Regions from separate parts of the Mus musculus genome. Here region 2 is linked to region 1. A link is a contact called in public promoter capture Hi-C data. All regions are on one chromosome and are shown on one strand. The core of a region is the stretch at or near the end of the contact, and the rest is flanking DNA. Distances in the headings are between cores, read along the strand shown. Region 1 holds the start of Afap1l2 (actin filament associated protein 1-like 2). Region 2 holds the start of Nhlrc2 (NHL repeat containing 2).

What was found. Promoter capture Hi-C pulls out the DNA fragments that hold promoters and counts their contacts.
Region 2: a promoter capture Hi-C map of embryonic stem cells shows a contact between it and region 1. The contact joins the promoter of Nhlrc2 here to the promoter of Afap1l2 in region 1. A contact is called at or near these places in 6 of 39 promoter capture datasets (the 3T3-L1 cell line, cranial neural crest, embryonic stem cells and 2 more), 1 of 15 datasets of contacts at CTCF or cohesin (the NIH/3T3 cell line), 1 of 484 Hi-C or Micro-C datasets (the HL-1 cell line) and 6 of 115 datasets of contacts at active chromatin or transcription factors (double positive thymocytes, embryonic limb bud, embryonic stem cells and 3 more).

What each region holds. Positions count from the first base shown.
Region 1 is chr19:57,007,046-57,010,508 of GRCm38.p6, reverse strand. It overlaps Afap1l2 (actin filament associated protein 1-like 2), which reads left to right and starts at 1,934. Exons shown (of 19, transcript NM_001177797.1): 1 at 1,934-2,358. The coding sequence starts at 2,343.
Region 2 is chr19:56,546,569-56,550,031 of GRCm38.p6, reverse strand. Nhlrc2 (NHL repeat containing 2) reads right to left here and starts at 1,771. Exons shown (of 11, transcript NM_025811.3): 1 at 1,172-1,771. The coding sequence starts at 1,349. It overlaps Dclre1a (DNA cross-link repair 1A), which reads left to right and starts at 1,910. Exons shown (of 10, transcript NM_001360437.1): 1 at 1,910-2,058; 2 at 2,329-3,395. The coding sequence starts at 2,882.

The DNA.
Region 1 (3,463 bases), core at 685-3,184:
AGGGAGGGCTGGCTGCCTGGAGTTCCTCTTGGTAGTTCTGCCATTTCAGTTTTGTTCTGGAAAAGGGTTGTGAATTGCAGGTTTAGATCGACTTGAACTGCATTTTTAATATTTTGTATGTCTGGAGAGGATTCAGGGAAGCTATAACCAGTTTGGAGACAAGGAAGGGTTAATGAACTTGGCAAGACACGGACGAGAGCCTTGCTGGCCTAGAAGGGGGTGCCATGCTTTCTTGAAGGGCAGAAACAGGTGTCAGAGGATTTGGGGGAACAGCACTGCCCAGTTAATGTCACAGGAAAGCCTGAGGTAAAGGCTGTGAGGGAAGTAGGATTTGGAGTCAGGAAACCTGGGCTCTGCCTGGTTTGTGTCCTGACTCTGTAAAATTACACAAGTCTCACTTCTTTGTGTGCTCGTTTGTAGAGTGGAGACCCTTTAACCCTAGGGGTGTCAGCCAGGGCCAAGCTTTCTTCAGCCTTCAGTGTGAAGGTTAGCTCGGAAGCCCTGCTGAGTGGGGCCTGACCTGCTCACTCAGCTTCAGCAGGCAGGGCAGGAGTCTGGCCAAAAGTGACCAGTGACCACAGACTTGAGGCTTCTTTTCCAATACTGAGCATTTCAAAGAAAACCCAGGGCTCCACTGAGAGTAGTCTGGAACCACCACAGAACGGAGGGTGTGTGCCCTGCTGGGCCATTTGCAAGAGGAAGAAAGGGGTAGGAATGAGAACACTAAGGCAGAAACACAGCTGCTCGACTGTTTGAGGGCTACTGTACAGGAGGCCAGCGGAATACCTCTTCCTACCCTGATTCTCTTGGGAGATGCCCATTCTTGCTGCCAACTGTGTGTGTGTGTGTGTGTGTGTGTGTGTGTGTGTGTGTGTGTGTGTACTTGCATGTGTGTTCATGTGCATGTGGCATGTGGAGGTCTCTGACCTACACACATAAGACTTGGAAGTAGGCATCCCTAGGGCTCCTCCCATGTGACTTTGTCCACCCCCTTCCCCCTAAACTTGTTTATACTACAGGAGACAGACAGCGACCTGCTACCTCAGGGTGAATGGGCAAACTGAAAGGCTGGGGTTTTGCAGCCCTGAGCGAGGCTCCTGGCTGGCTAGGAGGGCTCTGTTCACGTGAGCTGCTGCTCTAACTAGGAAAAGTGTTTGTGCAGATCGCTGGGCGGAAGATCTGCAGAGATCAAAGCTGACTCTGCTGCTCCAAGGAAGCATGAAGGGGGCTCTCGGAAAACAACAAACCTTCCCTAAGTGTATATTCCGGGCCTTTGTCGAGAGTCCAAGCATGGTTTAAAAAGTGAAATCCGAAAGTTTAAAAGAAAACGTAGCCGGGCGTGGCGGCGCACGCCTTTAATCGCAGCACTTGGGAGGCAGAGGCAGGCGGATTTCTGAGTTCGAGGCCAGCCTGGTCTACAAAGTGAGTTCCAGGACAACCAGGGCTATACAGAGAAACCCTGTCTCGAAAAACCAAAAACAAACAAACAAAACAAACAAAAACCCCATAATCTTTGGAGAGGATTTAGGAATTTGGAAGGATTGGAGGGAATCAAAAGAAAAGGATTAAATGTGTTCCGAGGTGAAAATAACCTCGGACAGGTGCCATCTTTTCTTGAAGACCAGGCTTGCTGAGGAGGCTCCAGACACTGTAATCCTCCTCAGGAAAGCCTAGGCTAAGACGCCCATAAAATCTGGGCTCAGGCAGCAGGCTACAAGGAGGTCATTTCCTGTGCTCTAAAGTGTGCACGATGTACAGGTGCCAGGCAAGGTGGACTGAAAGCCGGCCCCCAGCGGCTTCTAAATTCAAGGAGCTAATCCAGGAGGGCCCAGGATGTGGGCGCACTGGCTTGATGGATCAAGCAGGAGGCGCTCTAGGTCCGTCTCCACCTCCCCGCTGGCCCTCAGTCTCCTCCTCCCGGCATTGGGTTCGCAGTCTCAACACTGGAGAAAACAGATCTTGGTGGAGACCTACGGGAGCTCGCTGTTCCCGGAGTCTTCCCCGGGCTTTGAGGACGTCCCAGGCTCTTTCTTTCGCGCCGCCGCCCTCGGGCCAACTTGGAGGAAGTGATCTGCGTTCGGGACGGGGAGCCCAGTGCGGGGTGCGTGAGGACCAGAGCGCTGATTGTCCTGACCGGCTGTGGAGATCCCTGGCGGGGTCCAGGGCGGCTCGGGTGGAGTCAGGATCGGAGGGCTAGGGGCGCGGCGGCCACTCCGGGAGGTCGGGCGGCGAGCGTGACTTCACTGGGAGGGGCCAGCGCTCAGCGGGGGCGCGGAGCCCAGCGCGGAGTCCAGCGCGGAGAACTCAGCGCGGAGCCGATAGCAGCGCACACCGTGCCCGGGATGGAGCGCTACAAAGGTGAGGGCGCAGGGCGCACCTACTTGCTCCGGGTATCCCGGACTCAGGTGTCCAGAACGGACAGTCTACGCCCAAGGGACCGCAGCCCTAGAGAGGGCGACCGAGGAGTCACGAACAGGGCGGTGGGCTTCTGGGCGTAGAATGCCGTCCGTGCTATTTGATACTCCTGGGCCCCTGGGGCAGAGGTCTCTGCTTGGAGGTCAAAGTGAGGCTTCTCACCTGTTGGAGAACCGAGGGTGTGTCCTGAGCCATCCCGTCACCCCCAGTTTCAGTTTGCCTTGGGGAAAAGATGTCTACAGTCGAGGGGGGCCCTAGTAAGGTCTCAACAGTAAGGGGCTGCTGGGGGCAAAGGGGCGAGTTGTAGGGCTCTTTCTATGGATGCTGCCTTGTTGAGGGGCTTCTTGCAGATTCCCGGAAAAGTCTTGTCCGGTAGCAGAAAAAACTCCTAATGTGGTGGGGTGGCGTGCTATTCTGTTCTTGACAAGGTCCGTCTCTCTACCACTTTGTAACCTGCCTCGCCATGCCCTTTGCGGATCCTGCACCCCAAAGCTGCGTGGGGGGGGTGTGAGTTAGGAGCCCAGTGGACTGCCCAGCAGGTGGAGCGCCCGTAGGCGTCCTGGCAGCTGAGCGAGCTTGGATTTGGCTCTGGCCAGGGATCTTGGCCAAACCATGGTGGGAGGGCCGGTCCGGATATGCCCGAAGGGTTTTGGAGCCCCAGGGCTGGAATCCAGAAACCTCAGATAGTAGGTCCTTTGAAAAGGGGGTTCAAGGTGCTGCCCCTGAGGCAGATGCGTCGGTGCGCCCCTACATGCCTCCCTCTGGGAAAAGGGTCTTGTACTCGCTCTTTTTAGGGGTTGTCTAAGTTAAGCCTGCAAGGGGAAATTCTGCCTCTGCACTTATTTTCCCATGGGAGGGTAATAAGGCAAACGCTCAGGTTGCCAAGGAATCTCGATCTCCCTCTATGGTTTCTTATTTATGGAACTCACATAAGGGAACTGTGCGGGCAGGCTTTAGTTTCCTAACGTAGTCTTTTTAGTGACTCACCTGTGAATGCAGGGTCAGGGCTCTGGAGTCAGCGGGGTAGGGGAGGAGCGCCAGGAGAAAT
Region 2 (3,463 bases), core at 522-3,021, 460 kb after region 1:
AAGTTTTATCTCAAAACCTGCTTTGTCTGTTTTTAACTTTCTGTTAATAACTGGCTGCGGCAGAACATCAGGCTATGTCAAAGACAAAGCCTGATTATTTTCTTATGAGTATGATTTCAGTCACAGTGGTCAAATATCATGGTAATATAGTAAACTTACTATAAATACAAATGAAACATTTCTCAAAATTCTAACTGATGGCCTACTGGCTTATAATAGTGTATTTACCACGTGCTTTATTACAAAGTTTTCAGAAGATATGTATACACTGCATATACGTGTTTGTCATTTTTAAGTTTCTCTGATGGGACCGACCTCCATGCAGCCAATTCTTTTGCAATTCCACGGTATTTCAAATCCAGTATAACGAGGGGAACGGTAAGCCCCTCTCAAGGCGAGTGCAAAAGGGTCCGAAATATCCAAGACTGTTGTGGGATGAAGGAGGAACAGATAGATCCTTCCGGAAGATACCTGAACCCTACCACAGGTAACAAATTAACTATGCATGTGGTTTCAGTGTCACACGCCAGGACACATGCCAACACGGCAGGCTAAACAATGACACTCCCAACCAAAGAAGGTAAGGGAGCGTTTTGTTTAAACTGTACTACCGGGAGTATCGTTTCCCTATGTCCCAACAGTTCCCACTACTAGGATTCAAACCTGAGTACTAAGCTAAAATTGATTCCAGATTTTAAAGATCAATAGGTTCACCACTTTGAACGTGGAAACGCGGTTGGACTAGAAAACCATCAGATGCTATGCCTGTAGAATGTAGTCCAACTCTAGTGGTTATTAGACGGGCAGGTTTCCTAGCCTTCCCTGTGCCTCAGTTTCCTTAACTGTAAAACAAGACTAGTAAGAGGGTCTCGGTGGGTTGTACCAGGTAAGTAGGAGCTCTCAAGTGCTTCAAACCGTCTGTGGCACATTAAAAAGTGATCAATATACACCCATGGAGCCTTGAGGCTACTGACGTCAGGTCACGCAGGATTCCAGACAGAGATGCAAACACTGGTCCCCGCCCAGCAGAACCCCCTCCGTGTGTCGCTGCTCCCCTGGAGCACCTCGGGGGCTGTGGGAGGACCGCAGGGCACCGATCTGCTGGCGGGAGGGAGCCACCGAGGAAGGGGAGGACCCGGGAGCGGCCCCCACCCCGACGCCAGCCCCTCACCTTCCGGAAACTCGGGCACCGCTAGGTCCTGCTCCCAGCCGTCCACCTTCTGCAGATACTGGTAGACCAACTCATCCTTCTCTTGCTGGGTGACGGCGTCCAGCAGGGCGTACTCGAGCGAGGTCTGCGCGGGCAGCAGGCCCGAGAGGCTCGCGCCGCGCGCTCCGGGAGCCGCCATGTTGCGCGAGCTCCCGAGGGCTCCGGGGCCGAGGGCGCGGGTCGGACCAGCGTGCGCCGCCCTCTTGACTCAGAGCGGGGCCTGGCCAGCCCGGCCCTGCGCCACACACGCTTCCGCCTCCAATAAGCCTTCCTCCGGACGCCAAAGTCCAAAGGGCCGTGCTTCCCTGGCGCGTAATTAAACTCCAGAGTTGCCCACCCCGCCCCTTCCAGGTTCCGGGCCGCCGCGAAGCCTGGACGTTCAGAGCGCCAGATTCGACACGGGGAAGGCTGCTAGGGTCGCGCTCCAGAGGAGCTGGGAACCCATTGCCTTTGAAGCCCGGCAGGGAATTCCAAGACAAATAAAATTCAAATAACCATGTACACGTTTAAAAGAGCCGACTTAAGAAAAGCCTGCCCATTTGTGTGTCCCACTCTTAAACTGAGATCAGCCGATTCGGCACGGCAGTGACAGTGGGACAGCGTTCCCGCCAAGAAAGACTCGAAAGGTAAAGAAGGTAAAGCAACCCTCGGAGGAGACTCTTTTTTTTTTTTTTTTTTTTTTTTTTTTTTTTTTTAATGTAGGCAGTGAGGCCGGTGGTTTTGTGTTGACAACAACAAAAGTGTCCTGTGACTCTGGGTGTGCTGAAAGTGCGGGCGCGAATGGAATGTCCCGCGAGCTGGCGCAGAGAGGAGGCAGCTGCAGCGGGGTCCCCCTGCTGCCAGGCCAGGTGTGCCCACGAGGGACTACCGGGAGGAACGGGGCGAGCTGCACAAGGGCTCATTGGGATGTTGGCATTATTTAACCTGGGAATAATGTAGGGCTCCTTCATTGATCTTCCCCCCACCCCAGATCCAAAGGCAAAGAGCGGGAGCCTGTAGGAATTTTCTGGTACCTGACCTCTCTGGAGGTCTGCAGAAGTGGCTGATTGATTTCAGGGCAGACAGCCCCTATGGTGTGGAGTACAGTCTCACATGTTTGAACTTTGTTCACTGTGCAGGGTTTGATCCTAGGATGGAGGAAGAAATGGACTGACCCAGGAAGCTGAAACTGGTTGGACCCATGAGTCACGAATAAGGGCAGCTGTCGGTTGTAACCAACACCTCTTTGATTATGGTCTAGTCTATGGACTAGTCTCACACTAAGTAGACTAGGGACTGTGACTGGACTTGTAAATGGACACTTGTCCACATGAACGAGAGCCAGAATAGCTTTCTAACCATTATATGGAGACTGTTTTCAGTTAAAGTCATTGAGCCTGGTACTTACCGTCAGTGCTTGACATTCAAGACATTCTTGATTCTTATTTTTATAAATCAAGTTCTGAGAAGTTAAAAAAAAACCTGAATGAAATAGTGTCACAATGTAAAGAAAACCGTATAGATGTTACCCTGTAGTGAGTTCTCTTAATTTTATTATGGTATAAAATGGAACAGCAGGTGTTCACAGGTACTAAGTGGGTTGTGTGCCAATATCACCAAAGCTTTCAGTTCCAACCAAGTTAGTTGGCTTTTGGCTACTTTTTTTTTCCTATTAAAAACTTGTTACAAGAAATGGACTCTGAATTCACCAAAGACTGGTGCTGTACTCACAAAAATCATTTGGCCATGTTAGAAGACACGTTTTGGGAAGAAGAAATCTGGGAATATAAATCTAAAAGAAAGCCCAAACCCGTACATCCAAATAATTGTTCTGAAAATATTTCAGAATCTGTTGAAAAATCAACAGATGGAAAACACCAGTCAAAAGGAAATGAAAAAAGGACTTCAGAAAATCCAGGCAAGACGAAGGACCACAAAGTGTGCCTTGCAGAAACAGACAGTCAGATTTCTGCAGGTTCCAGTCAGAGTTCGAGCTGTAGAGATGAGAGTCAGCAGTCTCAAAACAAAGAGACAACACCGAAAAAGCAACATAGAACTCGCAGAGGGAAGCAAGTGACCCCGAAGGTGCGCCCTGTTTATGATGGATACTGCCCAAGCTGCCAGATGCCCTTCTCCTCATTGCTGGGTCAGACGCCCCAGTGGCATGTGTTTGAGTGTTTGGATTCTCCACCTATCTCTGACACAGGTAAGGAAAGACCCATCAAGGCTCCTGCCAGTGTCCCCTCAGTCCCCCCAGGGACTATAGGCGCTTGC